6 separate regions of the Mus musculus genome follow, and all the other regions are linked to region 4. Evidence: chromatin contacts called from public Hi-C, HiChIP or PLAC-seq and Micro-C data. All regions are on one chromosome and are shown on one strand. The core of a region is the stretch at or near the end of the contact, and the rest is flanking DNA. Distances in the headings are between cores, read along the strand shown. Region 1 holds the start of Gpr19 (G protein-coupled receptor 19). Region 2 overlaps Gm38911 (a long non-coding RNA gene). Region 3 holds the start of Lockd (lncRNA downstream of Cdkn1b). Region 4 holds the start of Gsg1 (germ cell associated 1). Region 5 holds the start of Apold1 (apolipoprotein L domain containing 1). Region 6 has its middle 22 kb from the start of 4930425L21Rik.

Evidence for each region. A called contact is a pair of places that touch in the nucleus more often than the background predicts. HiChIP or PLAC-seq counts read pairs in DNA pulled down with a chosen protein or histone mark.
Region 1: a Micro-C map of embryonic stem cells shows a contact between it and region 4, with 3 times the contacts expected there. The contact joins the promoter of Gpr19 here to the promoter of Gsg1 in region 4. A contact is called at or near these places in 2 of 484 Hi-C or Micro-C datasets (both in embryonic stem cells) and 1 of 115 datasets of contacts at active chromatin or transcription factors (pancreatic cancer cells).
Region 2: a contact with region 4 is called in a Micro-C map of embryonic stem cells, with 2.4 times the contacts expected there. The contact joins the enhancer-like site here to the promoter of Gsg1 in region 4. A contact is called at or near these places in 2 of 39 promoter capture datasets (embryonic stem cells and hippocampal neurons), 4 of 484 Hi-C or Micro-C datasets (cortical neurons, embryonic fibroblasts and embryonic stem cells), 1 of 115 datasets of contacts at active chromatin or transcription factors (embryonic stem cells) and 1 of 9 other capture datasets (embryonic stem cells).
Region 3: a FOXA1 HiChIP or PLAC-seq map of pancreatic cancer cells shows a contact between it and region 4. The contact joins the promoter of Lockd here to the promoter of Gsg1 in region 4. A contact is called at or near these places in 2 of 115 datasets of contacts at active chromatin or transcription factors (the 230-238 cell line and pancreatic cancer cells).
Region 5: a contact with region 4 is called in a FOXA1 HiChIP or PLAC-seq map of pancreatic cancer cells. The contact joins the promoter of Apold1 here to the promoter of Gsg1 in region 4. A contact is called at or near these places in 3 of 39 promoter capture datasets (the C10 cell line, embryonic stem cells and hippocampal neurons), 3 of 484 Hi-C or Micro-C datasets (the N1E-115 cell line, embryonic stem cells and nephron progenitors), 7 of 115 datasets of contacts at active chromatin or transcription factors (bone marrow-derived macrophages, embryonic stem cells, pancreatic cancer cells and 1 more) and 1 of 9 other capture datasets (adipose tissue).
Region 6: a contact with region 4 is called in a Hi-C map of cortical neurons, with 2.4 times the contacts expected there. The contact joins the enhancer-like site here to the promoter of Gsg1 in region 4. A contact is called at or near these places in 1 of 39 promoter capture datasets (hippocampal neurons), 9 of 484 Hi-C or Micro-C datasets (the C2C12 cell line, cortical neurons and embryonic stem cells), 2 of 115 datasets of contacts at active chromatin or transcription factors (bone marrow-derived macrophages and pancreatic cancer cells) and 1 of 9 other capture datasets (embryonic stem cells).

What each region holds. Positions count from the first base shown.
Region 1 is chr6:134,896,748-134,899,447 of GRCm38.p6, reverse strand. It overlaps Gpr19 (G protein-coupled receptor 19), which reads left to right and starts at 1,254. Exons shown (of 4, transcript NM_001362050.1): 1 at 1,254-1,616; 2 at 2,235-2,286. It overlaps 2810454H06Rik (RIKEN cDNA 2810454H06 gene), which reads right to left and starts at 1,487. Exons shown (of 1, transcript NR_029441.1): 1 at 1-1,487. RefSeq lists a cis regulatory region at 1,307-1,842.
Region 2 is chr6:135,699,735-135,702,434 of GRCm38.p6, reverse strand. Gm38911 (a long non-coding RNA gene) reads right to left here. Exons shown (of 2, transcript XR_869507.2): 2 at 866-1,432. Among named protein-coding and RNA genes, the nearest start is that of Gm38911, 12 kb to the right of the region's middle. Within about 2 kb of position 1,309, at least 24 of the 459 cell types and tissues checked have an H3K27ac peak or open chromatin away from gene starts, as enhancers often do. A contact at or near this core is called in embryonic stem cells, where this site is marked.
Region 3 is chr6:134,927,668-134,930,367 of GRCm38.p6, reverse strand. It overlaps Lockd (lncRNA downstream of Cdkn1b), which reads right to left and starts at 1,276. Exons shown (of 2, transcript NR_037956.1): 1 at 1,083-1,276.
Region 4 is chr6:135,252,817-135,255,708 of GRCm38.p6, reverse strand. It overlaps Gsg1 (germ cell associated 1), which reads left to right and starts at 1,373. Exons shown (of 7, transcript NM_010352.2): 1 at 1,373-1,576; 2 at 2,377-2,436.
Region 5 is chr6:134,980,730-134,983,535 of GRCm38.p6, reverse strand. It overlaps Apold1 (apolipoprotein L domain containing 1), which reads right to left and starts at 1,535. Exons shown (of 2, transcript NM_001109914.1): 1 at 1,507-1,535. It overlaps Gm36428 (a long non-coding RNA gene), which reads left to right. Exons shown (of 3, transcript XR_003956531.1): 1 at 1-398; 2 at 1,142-1,399; 3 at 1,481-1,638.
Region 6 is chr6:135,635,535-135,638,234 of GRCm38.p6, reverse strand. No RefSeq gene overlaps it. Among named protein-coding and RNA genes, the nearest start is that of 4930425L21Rik, 22 kb to the left of the region's middle. Within about 2 kb of position 1,379, at least 20 of the 459 cell types and tissues checked have an H3K27ac peak or open chromatin away from gene starts, as enhancers often do. A contact at or near this core is called in cortical neurons and hippocampal neurons, where this site is marked.

The DNA of each region.
Region 1 (2,700 bases), core at 5-2,504, 360 kb after region 4:
TCCTGCCTCTATAGGTCTACCACCAAGTCCCATTTTACTCAGTTCTGCATAAATCCGTGGCTTTTAGGCAAGGAGCCTACCAACTGATCTACAAACCCCATTTTTTTTCTTCTTCAATGTACCACCATACCCAGATTGTATAGGAAAAAAAATGTTCAAAGTATGCTAAATTTTACTATTATATTGAACATAAAAAAAAAAATCCGAGGTGAGATGATAGCTTCTCTTGAGACAAATGTTGGAAGCATGACAAGTCTTCAAGTTCTGACCTCTTCTGTTCACATACATACATTTCCCCCTTCTTACTGGTTAAAATCTCACTTTTTCTGGTAGAAAAATGTTACAAATCTAAAGACTTCAATCTCACCGGTCAAAAAATAGGGTCTAATAAAATTGCCAAATAAATTCCATTGTTTTGAAAACTAGAAAAATGCTCAGGCTTAGCTAAGTTGCCAGTTATTAATTTTTTTTGAACGTACTGGAATCTATCAATAGAAATTCCTTCACAAATCAGTTTGCCTCTACTTGCAAATGGATAACCATATCTAAAATAATCTATGCTTATCAGATAATATTTTATGAGCACTGTCTGAGTCTATTTAGAGCGGACTTTGAAGGGACATTCAGACTCTTATGAACTAACTGGCTTCTGCTTTAAAGGGCTACTGCTTCTAGTGTCAGCTCTTTCTAGTTTCAAAATTTGCATGGCCGCCTTTCTGAGTCGCCTTCAAGAACAGTCTTAGCCCAGTCAGGAATTGCTCGAACTCCGGCGGCCTTAGGGTCAGGCTTATTTGCATCTTTGCTAAACAAAGTCCATCCTTTGAGGCGTCAGCGCCGCCGGTCTTCGCTCTCACGCTCCGCTGCTCACTTCAGCGACGGTGGCGTGCACAGCACCTGGGTCATCTGTGCTCACGATCCTGCCGCGACACCGACTCTGGGCGTTGTGGTTCTCATTTCAGGGCTCCGAGATTCCCACGGCACACTCGGCTGCTCGCTCCCTAGTCCCGGGACTAGGAGGCGCGGTTTTCCCGGAGAAATCCACGTCAGCCGCGCAGGCGCAGGCGCAGGATCTGGGCGGAGGGAAGGGGCCTGCGCTCGGCCCGCGGTAAACAAGCACTGCGCAGGCGCCGTGCGCCAAGGTGATTTTTTTTTTGTTTTGTTTTTTGTTTTTTGGTTTGCATAGCATCATAAAAAAGGGGGAAGGCCAAAGCAAACCCTAGCATCTTAAGACGATCGACGGTGTGGCTTCTGCTACTCTCACTCTGAGGCACCGGCTGCGCGACCATGGCAGCCATAACTCTTCCACAGAGCTGCCGGCCTTGAGCTCTTTCGCTCACTGTCTACACTGAGGCTGAGAGGACAGAGAAAAGACAGAGAAAAAAAAGAAGAAAGAAAGAAGATTTAAAGGAGAGGTGGTGGGCGGTTCCCACAACGCCACCGTAAAGACCTCTGTGCCTCTTTCCCCAGACAACGCGAGATCCTGTGCCAGCCGGGACTCCGCCCCCGCCCCGCCCGTGGCTGTGTGCGCATGCGCTGGGCTTTTTGGCGCGCAAACCGTTCAGAACTTCCTGCTTGGTCACAGGTGGCCCCGTCGGCCCCCGAGGGATGTCAGTCAGGTCGGAGCCGGGGATTCACGCCCACTGCGGCACGTCCTTAGGGATTTTTCGGTCAAAATTCCACTTGACTGTAACTCGCCCCCCCCATTCTTCTGTTCTCGTATGGGTCATGAGGTCTCCGCGAATCCAAGAGTCAGAGTGGGAAGAGAACCCCTCGCGGTTTTTAAAAGATGTTGCGATTTCGTTGTGTGGCACGCGAGCTAACTGGCATAAAAGGATAAATCTGGGGAACGAACGGGACTTCCCCCCCCCCACCCCCGAAGATTCTGAGAGGCTGTGAATGTGGACCGGGCTAACACAGTGATATGAAGATGAGAAGTTTTAAAAATGGAAGGAGCCAATGAAGGCTTGAGAGATGAGGCTAGGAGGAATTAGAGCAGTAGAGGAAGTTTAGCTTAAAATATTTACGCATATTTATAAGCAAGTAGGCAGCAGTGCCGCATATTTAGTCTACGATAGCGAAGTGAAATGGGGATGTCTTTGAGTGCAACAGAAACATTTTTTAAAGTTGTCGCAGGCAAGAGCTGAGGTTGGGGCGGGGTAAAACAGATAATCTGGAGTCTTAGGATGTTGCAAGTGTGGACCGCTCTGACTGATTTGGCCTCTTTTCTCTCTCAGGGGACGTGGAACACCTGCACAAACTGGATTTTTGCCCTATCACGACTCTGAGGTACCATCCGGCAACTGAAGTGTCCTCTTTCCAATAGAATGCCTGGCCTCTCCCACCAACTTCACGGTTCAGCCGGAATGAAATTTGGCTAACAAGTCACTCAGATGAGTCACTGGCTCATTACAAGATTATAGATTTCTAATCTATAGCCTTCCAGTTGTGTAGATCTTAGGATTCACTCTAATATTGGGAGCAGTGCTATATAGTACAGACAGTATTGTCATTTTTACTGTCCCTGGAGATTGTTTGCAGGACCTTGCACAAGTCCCGCAATGCATGATGCTCAAGTCCCCTGCGTAATGAGGTATACTATTTGCATATGACCCTTGTACATCTTTCTGTAAAGTTTAAACAATCTCTAGATTATTTGTGATATGTACATCGATGTAAATGCTATGTAAATAGCTCCTGTAC
Region 2 (2,700 bases), core at 60-2,559, 450 kb before region 4:
CACAATGGCAACGAATGGTGTCCTGAAGGTTCTTCTTCCCCCTCAGAGTTCCAGGCCCATCTGTTCTTCAAATGTGCAAGGTGACCACACAGTAGAATTCTGGTTGTTGATACCTTAAGCCATCTGTGTCTTCTACTTTGTACCTGTGAATGGACGTGAACACCTTCGAAGCATCCTTGGTATTGCCAGGACTCCATTACCCCACCAAATGTCAACTTAAGAGTCACCTTCTCTTTCGAGCCTTTTCCAGTTGCCTCAATGATAGAAATCCTTTTTTGCCTTGACTTTTGGGACAACGGTTGCCCTTGTGGTGGAGTTGCCCATTCATGACTTCTTCCCTGAGTGGGTGAGCAGTGTGATCCAAAAACAGATATGTAGAAAATATAATAAAAGAGTATGGAGGTCAGGCTACTGTCTCACCTGACTGACCCTCTGGGTAAGATGAGTCTGACCTACAGCTCCACCCAAGGCCAACCCATAGATACTCTGCTCTGCCCCAGGTCCACACACTCAGCCTGCTCCTCCTTGCTTTTTATACATGTGCACGTGCGGACACACACACAAACTCATACTCATACGCACACACTCACACTCATATACACACACTCACACACTCATCCATACACATTCACACTCATATACACACACACTCACACTCATCCACACACTCAGCACACTCATCCACACATACACACACACACACACACACACACACACACACACACACACATACACACACACTCCAGGCCTCTCCCATCCTGAGAAATTCCTCCACCCCCAATCACAGACCCAGTTTTAATTGTAATCAGATCTCTTTTAATTACCATCATATGCACATCTCTGGAAAAAGTAGCCCACAGCCTACTTAGTGTAGTTAACGTTTATTGAGGATAATTAGGTGCCGTCCACTGAGCCAAGTGATTCACATTATGTTTCTGTGGCTTCCAGCTACACAGTGACACACAGACCGTTATCACAACAGTTGATGGACTGGTAAACTAAAACTTGCTTTGATTAAATAACTTCTCCAGGCCACACAAGAAAGAAGTGGCAGATTCAGAATTTGATCCCTTGTCATCTGTGACGTTTGTCTTATAAATGGGGAATATTTATCTTGTTTTCTTCACTGATTTATCCCCTAGGACTTAGACAAATGTTCAAGACAGAGTGGATGTTCAATCAATATTAGTTGAGTAAGTGAGACTGTCATGAGGGTTTCCCCTCAATCACGATACAGAACTGCCTAGTCAGCCCTCTTTTCTGCTGCTTCCTTTTCTGCAGTCTCTGGTCTGCCCCGCTGTGGCCTCCTGCTGTATTGGCGAGTCACGTCTGATGTATTTCCTGCCTCTTCTTCTGCGTTTCCTGTCCCCATCAGCTACATGTTCTGTTCCGGTTGCTCCAGTTTCTGTTCTCCTCCACCTTTTCCTACTTGCTGTCCAAACAACAGTGGTCAAAATAAACACAAAGATGTGACGTCAGACTCTTATTTCATACAGCCCTCCTCAAATTTGGGGCAGAGAGCGGCATTGCTAATCCATCCTAGAGATGAGGCATCACTAAGTAGTATTATGTCACTTTTAGGGAATGTTGAGAATTGGCAGTCTCGAAAAAGGGCTCTGAGTCCGCAAGCGCTCTCTGTTTACACTGATTGAACTGTCTGCTGGAGCTCATGATTGTAGATCTATACTAATAATCAGGTCTGAGCGATCATCCCAGATTCATCCTTGCTACACCCAGGCGTCTCTTGGTGATAACCAGCGTAGCTTTCTAAACTAACTCACTAGTGTTCTGTTTTATAAAAATATAAGGGAGAGAAGAAATATGTTTGGTGGAGGTGCAGTCAGGTGTGGGGGAAGGGGATGCCTCTGTGGGCCCTTGCTGAGCCATCCCTTTCCCCTGAGGGACCAGCCACATGAAGGTATAGTATAGAATAGAGTTTATTCAGGGCATGGGGAGGGGAATTAAGGGGGGGGGAAGGGGGAGGAGGAGGAGGAGGCAAGTAGCCCCTTTTACAGTGAGTCAAGCACACATGGGACTGTTGCTAGATAACTGCGGGGCGGAGCCTAGACTAAATGCCAACATCTAATAATGTAAACAATTTACTAGTCCATCTTCCCTCTCTCCTCACCTTCCTTGAGTTCATCTTGGCAAACTGCACTGACATCTGCCTGGATGCCACCGCAGCACAGGGTGCCACTGTTCATGCGGCCATCACTAGCTCCTGTTCTTTCTCCTGCTCACACACCCTCAACTCCAATTGGACTCCCAACTCCTGCACTTCACCACGCCTCCTAAGCAGGGGCGTGCCTTCTGAAACACTGGTGCCATTCAATGGGCGCAGAGCTTCGTGGTTCCTTGCCTCCTAAGCACAGAACACACTATCTGTCCCTGTCCCGTTTCTCAGCTTACATGTCTTTGTCCCTACATCGTCAGCACGAGCCCAGCCACACCTTGAGCAAGTCCCTTTCTTTCTTTTACTAGCGTTTGTCTCTCTTCCCCCCCGCCCCCCGCCTGCCATTTCCAGTCCTTTCCCCCTATAAAATCTTTATCACGCATCTGCTCTCCTTCTCTTGACCCATTCCCGTTAGACCTGGGTACAGCTTCGCTCTTTGTCCCCCTGTATAGCTGGGACAATTTTCCTTTAAGACAAAAATGACCCCAATTTCACACTGAAGACAGGGCCCGTCCTGAAAACTAAAA
Region 3 (2,700 bases), core at 27-2,526, 330 kb after region 4:
TGTTGGTATATTCGAGGTAGGGAGGGTTATATGCAGCCCAGGCTGACTGCAAAGTCTCTCAGTATCCTAAGCAGGCCTTGAACTCCTGATCCTCCTGCCTCCAGCTCCCAAGTGCTCAGATTACAGGTGTGCTCCACCATGCCAAGCCCAAGTTTCCAAGCCTGTTTTCACAGTCACGTGCTATCTGAATCTTTATCTATGACACCCCTGTCCGGGGACCATCCAAATCCCTGCTTGGCTCACACTCAAGATGAAGACCTGTTTCTGAGACTAGCTTCCTCCTTCCAGGGATGTGGTTTTCCTCATGGACTGCTCATTCTGATCGGATGTGTCCTCTGAAAGGCAGAGGTAAGCACTGAGCCTCTAACAGAGTCCATGAATACAGCCTGGAGAGCAGCTCAAACATGTTGGTTTATGGACGGGGTCAAGGAGCTTAGTGGACTGGGAGAGGTAAGGTCAGAACTAGACAGCTAAAAAACTAAGAACATGGCATACTGGTTCAGGGGCCAATGGAGGCTAAGGCTGGGCTTCTGGCTAAAACAGACTGAAAGGAGATATCAGGAGAAATTATTTTAAGGAAAGAAAAAGGGAAGAAAAAAAAAAGGCAAAGGCAAAGAAAGGTATACATATGAGATGTCCCTGATAAAGAGAAAGACTGATCTAGGACTACTGTTTAATTATTATGACGTTTTAAAAGCTTCACTGCAAAGAAAAACATAGTTGGATCCTAATTAATAAAAGCCATCACTTGTATTAGACCTGTTCTACTAATTGAATCCTCCTAGATCTTAACAAACTCTTTCCAATGAGTTTCCTGACCCAGAAATCAAAAGGGGACTTTATGTCCCCTTCTCATCCTCACAAGGGGGGGTGGGGAACCAAACCTGGAAAACAGACAGGTTCCCCCCCCCCTTTAAGGTTAAAAAGGAAGAAAATGACACCGACTGCCTTTGTCCTGATGGATTTTGACACTCTAACCCCAGAAATAACACCTCTTTTGCTCTATATAGAGTCTATAGCCACACCTTGTATTTGGTTGGTTTATTCCTATGACGGGTAATATTCATTTCTAGGATAACTACCCGCTCCCGCCCTCCCCAAGTCTACCTTTCCAAGACAGGGGAAGGTGCGTCCTCGTCGAACTCCCGCCTGTACCTTCCTAGTACCTCTGGCCAGCAGCCTGTGTGCCCGTGCTCCCTGGACATCCGTGAATGTTTGATGCTACATCTCTACCCAAACTGAAGCTTCCCGCCTGCATTCTGTCAACGGCACTTGCGGGCGGGGCGGGGGGGGGGCAACTTTTGGAACAGAAAGCTCCACCCATCCTACTCCCTACTACCTGCAATCAAACCAGCTAAAACACCCCACCTCAGACTCCCCAACTAAGTCTCATCACATGATCTACCGTACGGTAATTTTTTTTTTTTAACAAGAAAACAAGCATCCAAAAAAAAAAAAAAAAAAATTCAAACTGCAGGCGCGAGCCAATGGGGAAGCAGGGGAAGGTGGGCGGGGGAAGCGCGGCGGGCTGGGCGGGGACCCGCGGACCTGTGGACCGAAGGATTCGTAAAACGCAGCAGGCGCACGGTTTAGGCTTTTTTTTTTTTTCTTCCAAAACTCAGTTAAGCGCGAGGCTCCGCCTGCAGCTGCAGCCTCGCAGATCCACCTTAAATCTTCAGTGGACTCGGTGCAGGGGTCAGTGGGCGCAGCCAATGCCAATCAAGTTTACAACCACCAGCTCGGGACGAGGGAGGGGGGGTTTGGGGAAGGCCAGAGGGAGAAACTTCAACTTCTCGCTTTATATGCACACATCACACACGCGCACACGCAAACACACGTACGCACGCACATGCACACGCACACAAAGGGAAGGAGGGGGCCAGAGACCGGCGCTCCGCCGCCAAGTAACAAGTTTGCAAACGCTTCTAAGCTCGCTGGCCGCGGCCTGGACGCGCTTCCCGCGTCCCGACCCGAGCGCCATGATGGTGGCTGCGGTTCTCAGTCCGGGTTCTGGAGGGGGAGCCGCAAATGATGCAATCCCCCGGCCGGCGCCCGAACCGCGCGCCCTTCTCCCGGCCTTTTTCTTAACGTTCCTTTTAGAGGCGCGTCGAGGTTTCGCGCCCAAAGCATGGATAAGGGGTTTTTCTTTTGTTTTATTTTTTAAGATTTCCTAATTTCTGGTTCCTACCTCTGCTGAGTCCTTATGCATGATAAGTCTGTGACTTGGATGGAGGCCCGAGGGACTTGAGACTTGAGTGTACGTGGAAATAAGTGCACTTTCGGTTCTCCGGGATCCGCCTGTGGCTGACCCCACCCTATTACAACCCCACGCGAGTGAAATCAGGGAGACGACCCCATAGGTTTCTAAGTAGGATCCATGGCCTTTTTACCCCTCAGTGTCGTTTGCAAGGTTTCTTTTTTGCTTTAATTTTATTATTTTTTAAAGCCAGGAAAGGGGGGGGCAGGAGTAGGGTGTGGCTCAGGTGAAAGATGGCAAATGAAAAAGAATCCATGCTCTGAAAAACAGATCAGGGATCCTAAGTGGACTTCTAAACAAAACACCTTTTAGTTCAAAGCGCTAGACGAGCAATCGTGTTTTCTGGTGATGATGGTGTAATGGCGAAGGCAATTCTCTGGCTCCCAGGAAAGGTCGCTCAGTGCAGCCAGGGTGGTGGGCACACAGTGGCTTGAAAGGCCGAC
Region 4 (2,892 bases), core at 124-2,623:
AAGCCAGCCCCAATTAAATGTTATCCTTTATAAGAGTTGCCTTGGTCACGCTGTCTCTTCTCAGCAATGGAAACTAACTAACTAGGACAGAAGCGAAGAGGCAGGAAAGGAAGGAGATGGAAGGGAGAAGATGGAAGGAGAATAGGAAAGGGAGGGAAAAGAAAGAAGAAAAATCTGATTGTATTAGCTGACCAGGCATGCTATAGAAGCTCAGAGGTAAGGGAGCATTCTCAGGGCTGGAATAAGGGATTTGAGGCTAGAATCTGAGGTCCTGAAGGTCAGGATCTGGGTGCCTTGATAAGGAAGAGCAAGGGTCTTAGAGAGGGATGGAGGGTTCCATGTCACACAGGACAGGTCTTCATCCAGACCCTTTCAATCCTGGACTTCACACCTGAGGCTGAGTTGTACCTCGGCGTCAACTGAATTATGTCTACTAAAACTCTGAGAGTGAACTTGGCATGGTGGCTCACATCTGTAGTCTTGGTGCTCAGAGACTGAGGCTGGAGGATTGCCATGAGTTGAAGGCCAACCTTGTTATATAGTGAGTTCCAGACCAGCTTTAGCTGGAGTAAGAGCCTGTTGCAAAGCAAAACTGAAAATTCAACACGTGGTGGACACTGCTGTCATCCCAGCACTTGGGAGATAGGAGGAGAAGGAGGATCGAGAGTTCAAGGCCAGACTCAGCTACACATGAAGTGTAATGCCTTGTTTCAAATAAAAATAAACGTGATACTGAATGCCTCCTTAGATTTCCAGACACTGGTCCTTTAAGATGGCAACTCTTTTGCACCATTACCTCTTCAAGAATGGTCTAGAGTTAAAAAGGCCAACACAGTAGCTGCTTACTACATGAGGCTTTTGAGCCCTTCAGATGTAGATGGTGCAACTTAGCTGTTATATTTCATTTTAATGCAATGTTGAGAACAGTGTGGTTCCAGTGGTTGCTGGAGGGTGGGGGAGGAGGGGGATGTCGGCTTTCACCCAGCCCTGGGTAAGAGTTCATTGTTATTGCTGTGTGTGTTCATCTCACTGTTTTGAATGGAGGTGTTAGAACACTGTTAAGCCTTATGTGGCTCACAACTGTAATTCTCTCTGACAGCAGTGGGCAAGCCTCACAAGCCAATGTGATCTGGTTGGCACCACATGCAAGCCATCCCTAACCTTCAGATTTGTGTTTGAATGAACTCCCCAGATCTTTTTATACTCATTAAGCACCGATTGAAAGACCTCAGGAGACTGAGAGGTACTGAGCGTGTGCCCTTCTCTCAACCTGGTCTTTCTAGGGTTGGGAGAGGAGTGGGCGGGGCATCCGGGGGAGAGAGCCCTGCCTGCTACTGTGACATCACAGAATGAAGTCATAGTAACCCATCCCTACCCAAGCTGGCGGCGTGCCTGAGGGGCATTCATCCTCTCCCAACTGCCCACATACCACCTTACCCCCTCTGCTGGCAAGAGGGGACCTGGTGCACCCTCTCCCTCAACACCTGAGCCACGCAACTAAGACCTGTCAGAGCAGAAGCTGAGACACATTTTCAACTCCTGTCAGCTGACTCAAAATGTTTGTCTCACCCAGGAGGTAGGTACACAGCTTTTGGAAATGTTGTTAAAAAAAACTAATTATATTTATTTCACTATTTGAGCCCCATCTCTAGTGGCATGAACACACACACACACACACACACACACACACACACACACACACACACGGAGAGGGGAGTAATGTATAGTTATTGAGCAGTGAGCAAGTATGTTCAGAAGGCCCAGCTAGCCTAAGAAAGCGGCATTGGTGAGACTGGGACAGAGCTCAAAGCTCTGAAGAGCCAGCAGTGTGGGCTCAGGCAGCTCCCCCAAGTTCAGAAAGAAGCCCCCAAAGTACACACATCAACCATCAACTGGTGGAGCCCTTACAGATATGAACATGATAGCAAAAGCCAGTCAGTGCCTGAAATGTTAGTATCTTTCAGGATTAGTTCTCTAGAGAGGGGGCAGGGTTATGGGGAAGCCTGGTGTTAACATGAAGCCACAGATATAAAGCACAGGACACTTGAACCCTTGCCTCATTGTGGAGGCCGTTCCATGACCCGAAATCTGTGGCTTTTGTTAAAAAGTGTCTCCCTGCCCTTTGCTGTGTGGGCACGTTCCTTCAAAAGCAGTGGGCCTTTTAGGGTTGCGGGTCTAAACGCGGACTCTACCATGTCTACATCTGTGATCTGGTGCAAATCAAAGATCGAATCCAAGCAGCACAATGGAGATGGTGCTCTATACCTGGTGGGGTGCGAGGGCCTCGGGAGCAGTTAGCTAGCGAAGGGTCTAACCACTGGCCTGGTAGTTTGGGATGCTTTTTCCTTAGATTCCGCTTTCCTTCCACCTCTTTAGATCTTCAGAACAAAACTGTAGAGGACTCCCCACCTCTCCCGCCAGCCCTTGGGGAAGCAGGTAGGTAACCAGTAGTCCTCAGATGTGTTAAGGGGTTCATGTGCTCACCTCTCGTGTCTACAAAACGAGGCAGGCCTACCTTACCCCTCCATCAGAAAGGACCTAGGGAACCACGTTTTGGAGGGAATAGGGAAACGCTTGATTTGGGATTTGACAGCAACCAGGACACTTGTCCCGTCTGGTGTTAGGAATTTAACCCAGGATCCATTCTCTTCTCTGGGCTGGTCCTCGCCTGCCCTGATGGATAGGCCAACCGGATGCAGGACCCACCCAAGGAAGAGAAAGAGGAAGAAACCTAGTGGTTCCTTGCCACACCTAGAAGTCCCAAGGACTCGCTGCACAAGGGCGGGGCCCTGCGAAACAATTCAAAACACGCTCCCGGTGCGTCGCCACGGCAACCACGCCCGGTGCTAGGCAACTGGGGCGCCGTAGTAAACACCGTCGGGAGGGTTACTC
Region 5 (2,806 bases), core at 286-2,785, 270 kb after region 4:
TGCTGCCCTAGGCTAGAGCTGCCCGGTGCACTCTCTAGAGAGTCCTCAAATAATTAATAGACTTTATGCTGGGCGTGTTGCCTTAATGGTAGATCACTTACCTAGCGTTCAACCCTCAGACTCAATCCACAAGGCTGCCGAAATGAATACACGAATAAATAAACCACTCAGGACTGGGAACAGGGAGGTAGGTTACTACTGGGTTATGGGTCAAGTTTCCAAAGGCTCTGGAGCCTGGGACAAGTCACACAAGTTCCCAGAACCCGTTAACTGTGCGTTCCAACAGAGATTATGCTGTCTTCTGCTTTCCTTCCAGGGAACAAAATCTATGGACACCATCCACAGATTTAAATAAAGGTTTAAACGGGAAGGTGGAGACTATTAGAAAGCTGCTCCAGGTAAATGCTCTGAAAACAGAGACTTTGCTCTGTTTTCAAAATGACACTTGGGCTGAGGATGCAGCTCAGGGGTAGAGCCATTGTCTGGTGTGACACCCTATTCTATTCCCCAACTCCTGACAAACAAGGACCAATAAAAAGAAGAGAACACCTTAAAAGTAGCAAACCGTGCATGTAACGTAACAAAAACTTTTCATTATGTGGAGACTTGTGTCCTAGGGACTCAAGGTACTTGCCCCCCCCATTCTCATTATATCATTATATTCTCTCTCTCTCTCTCTCTCTCTCTCTCTCTCTCTCTCTCTCTCCTTCTCTCAATGTCCCTGTCCCTCTCTCTAATCCTAGCACTTGGGAGGCAGAGGCAGGATCATTGAGAGTTCAAGGCCAACCTGGTCTAAATACTGAGTTCTAGGCCATCCAAGGCTACATAACAAGAATTTGTCTCAAGGTAAAAAAGAAAAGGTGCTAGCTAGCAGCTCACTGGAGGCTTCCTTGGGTCCAGATGGACTGAAGCCAATAAAAGGTGACTAAGGGAGAAAGCTGAATGTACCAGGTTCATCTGTAAAAGGCCATCTGTCCTGGTAATGAGGGAGCCCCATTTTCATACACACTGTACTCTCCACCAGTCAGAACTTCTTAAAGGCACCAAATAAGTCACTGAAAGAGCATGTCGGACCTGAACGAGCAGGGCAGAAGTTATTTAATTTTTTATCTTTCTCCATTTGTTTTTGTTGTTTTTAAAGACAGGCTGTTACATAGTCCAAGTTGACCTCAAACCCCCGATTCTCCGGCCTCCACCTCCTGAGTTCTAGAATTCCAGGCTTGCATCGGCATGCACAGCCAGAACTCATTGTCCTCGGTTAAGATGAAGGCCTTTAGAGACCGGCTACCAACAGCTGATGTTTCTCAGTGCCCCCAGAAGAACACTGGTCTCCTGACTCATAGGTCCTACAGCTCCTGGTTGACCTCCATGATCTAGCTGACCAGTAAGAAGTTTTCAGGTAACAAGAAGGTTGGGAAAAAGTCACTCCAAATACATGACGCCTCGAGAGTTGACCCCGATATCACCAATCCCATTGCAGACACATCCCTCGGACTCCCCACTTACCCTTCACTCTGGCCTCCAGGAAGAAAAGTGGGAGACTGTTTCTGGACGAGCATACTTTATAGCTCCCAGGAGCCAATGACGGCTCTGGGAAAGCCTTGTCTCATTCTGAGAAGCTGCTGTTTCCTGCCCTGACCCCTGCTGCCTTCGGCCAGGATATGACATGTTGGAAAAAGAGACGCTGGCAAAGCACGTCCCGTATTTAGGAAATGAATATTGTGTGTTCGCTTTCCCCTCCAAACGCAGGAAGAGAACCACAGGCTCTTCCCCAACTTGAAACAAGTGCTGTCATCTCCCAGTGGGGATACCCTGCCTTTCCTCTCCTGAGAATAGCTACTGACGCCATCGGGGGAGGCTTTCCCACATGCCCCAGGCTGCCCAATTATAGTGTTTCTTTGAGAGGACTCCATCAGAAAATCATTTTTAAAAAGAAATAGGAGGGACCGGAAAACTTAATTATGATCGATACAGCCACTCATGGTCCTTTTCAAAGAGCTTTGTGGGGATGTAAGTAGCTGAAGCATGTGACCCATTAAGGGAGGGCAGCCAGCACCAAGGAGCGCCTAAAATTCAAGACCACGCCCACAGGAAGTGCTGCGTGCAGTTTAGGGCATCTCCAGCTGTGGAGAAGACACAGGAGGTCTCAAAAAGGGCACACTGCGGGGCCAAGTGCGTCAGAAAAATCACTGGGGTCAAGCTGCACACCGAGCTAATTATACACTTTCCATGGCAGCGGGGAGATGATGGCTTCCGGGGTTTTCATATGAAGCGAGGACTGTAGCTTGCATCATGGTTAAATGAGTGGATTCTAGCTACAGGTTCCCCAGCAGGGTCTGAAAAACAGTTATCTATTACAGAGCGTGCAGGCGGGGAAATGAATGTAGCTTCTTTCTGTGCCTTTACCCAGACCAGATGGCGATGCACCCCATAGCTATCCCTGAAGCAGTTAGGGTGGGGGTGGGGGGAGGGGAGAAGCTGAAGCTTAGTTGGGAAACCCAGTCTCACCAAAGGACCCCTGACACCATCGTCAAAGGCCAAACTGGTTTTCACCTAAATGATTCATGTCTCCAGCTGGAGGTGCAGTAGACTAGCACGCGGAGGCCCTGGATTCTAACACTGGCACCCAGAAACCCATCACTGTGGCCCACCCCTGTAATTCCAGCACCAGGAAGTAAAAGCTTGAGGGTTAGACATTCAAGGTCAGCTTCGGATTCATAGCTAGTTGGAATCCAGCCTGGGCTACGTGAGACCCTGTTCCCAAAACGAAACAAAAGTCCCCCTTATTCATTTGGAGTCTCTTGCA
Region 6 (2,700 bases), core at 130-2,629, 380 kb before region 4:
AGAGTCTCTCTGCAGATGCAGTGGACCTTCAGGTCTTCCTGCCCCCTTTTTACTTTCTTAATTATTTAATTATCTATTTATCTATTTATTTACATCCCAAATGTTACCCCCTTCTGGTACACCCTTGCAGAGTTCCTCCCTGCCCCCCTTCACCTCTGAGAGAGCAGTCCCCTAGCCTGCATTCCCCCACTCTGGTGCTTCAAGCCTCTGCAGAATTAGGTGCATCCTGCCCCACTGAAGCCAGACAAGGCAGCCCTCTGCTACATAGGTGCCTGGGACCTTGGACCAGCCCATGAATGCTCTTTGGTGTCAGCTTAGTCTCTGGGAGCTGCCAGGGGTTCAGGTTAGTTGACACTGCTGGTCTTCCAGTGGGGTTGCCATCTCCTTGAGGGCCTCCAAACCTTCCACTAACTCTTCCATAGGGGTCCCCTCCAGGGTATGTGAGTATCTGCATCTGTCTCAATCAGCTGCTGGGCTGAGCCTCTCAGAGGACTGCTATGCTAGGCTCCTGTCTGCAAGCACAACATAGCATCATTAATGGTGTGAGGCATTGGCGCCTGCCCCTGGGATACATCTCAAAAGGAGTTGGTCATTGGTTGGCCACTGAAGAGCCTCTGCTTCATCTTTGTCTCTGAAATTATTTTAGACAGGACCAATTTTGGGTCAAAAGTTTTGTAGGTGGGTTGATGTCCCTATCCCTCCACTGGAGTTCCTGTCTGGCTACTGGAGGTGGTCTCTTCATGCTTCATATCCCCACTGTTGGGCCTTTTGGCTAAGGTTACCTGCTTTGACTCTTGTGAGCCTCCCTCATCTTGGGTCTCTGGGATTTTCTAGAGAATCCTGCCCCCCCCCCGCCCCCTGTCCCCCGCCCCCACCTCCAGCAGCTGCATAGTTCCATTCATTCTCTTGGCCTTCTGGACTCTCTCCTATCTCTTCCCATGCCTGATCCTTCCCCCAATTTCCCTCATCCTCCCCTCACTCACCCAAGTGCCTTCGTCCCTCTCCCTCCCTCTTCTAAGTGGGATTTAAGCATCCTCACTTGGGCCTTTCTTCTTGTTTGACTTCTTTGGGTCTGTAGGGTGTATCATAGGTGTTCTGAACTCTTTGAAGGCCTCTAAGTTGCCAGATTGCAGGTGGGTCAGGGAAACTGTCAGTCTCACTGTTGATGGCAGCGCTTGGATGACAGGAAGAGGAAAGAGACTTCTTTTTATGGAAGGGATGGATTCTTCCTTGACAACAGCTTTTAGAGCCTTGCTTAGTAACAGAAAAGCCCCCCTCCCACTTCCCAAGCTCTCGGCAGCAGCTCCCACGCAGGCCCCACCAGCTCTCAGCCTGCCAAAGGCACCCCACTCTGAGTCTGAGACTGCTGAAAGGACTCCCAGGGGAAGCGACATCTGTGCACCCTCCGCCACGCATGTGTGTGGGCATGTCCGGAACTGCCCCCACTCTACCAATGAAAAGTAACACATTCCAGGGCTCCAGGAAACTGTGCTGAATCCAGTCCCATGAACGGTGGAGGCTTGACAGCAGCAGCACCTATATCCAAAAGGGAGCAAGAACAGAAAACCGGGAGAGCCACATTTTCACCCCACCTTGTACCCATTTGTTGAACGAACGGAGATGATCACCGAGTCTCGGTCCACACCTCTTAAATAGAGACAGAAGATACCTGCTTTTCAGAATCCTTTGGAGAATTATAAAACAAATGTCTGCAATGTGCCTCATGTAGAATTTTGTGAGGCCCACATACTAATTTAACTAACACAGCTGAGGCCTCCCAAGAGCCCTGCCTACCTTCACTCCCACACATGTTAAATCAACTTTATTTATTAGAACTAGCGAAACCTACTAAGTTTTAACTACTGTGGAAAGCTTTAGGGGCGATTAAAGTATGCAATATTAAATTTGTGTGATAAGCCGGGCGTGGTGGCGCATGCCTTTAATCCCAGCACTCCGGAGGCAGAGGCAGGCGGATTTCTGAGTTCGAGGCCAGCCTGGACTACAAAGTGAGTTTCAGGATAGCCAGGGCTATACAGAGAAACCTTGTCTTGAAAAACCAAAAACAAAACAAAAACAAAACAAAATAAAACAAACCAAATTTGTGTGATAACCCTGTCCTGGGTTGGTTGCAAAGGATGTAGAATGGACTGTAATACTTAGAGCCTGGATTTTCACATACCCACTTAAACTTGAATTTTTAGCATTGATAAGGTCCTATAAAGGAAGGAAAGAACACACTGTTCAGCTTAAACCTAAATCAGATAATCTTGATACACAGCAGTCCGCAAAAGTGGTGTCCATGTGTGTGTGTGTGAATGAGGGAGTGTGCACAACCCCAGCTACTGTAATATGAACAAAGAACCATCCTTCCCCAGGACACAGAAGGATGACAGCTGAAAGCCAGTTCCTGGACAGGCCACTGTCATCTCTGAGATAGCAACTGTCACCTGCTCTCAAGTCATTGATCAAATAAAAAGGTAGCCACAAATGTTCTGTGACGATGTGTAGCATGGATGGATGCCAGAGAAGCCAAATACAATCCAAACTGTAGTTTTAGTGGAAGACAGAGGGTGGGAATAGGAGATAGGAAGGTCTTTCAGGCTGCAGCATGTGGCAGGCCATCCATCTGTCCCCTACCAGGGCCTGTAAAGAAGAAGACAGAAGAAAAGTGTTTCCTGTATAGACCAAAGATCCAACCCT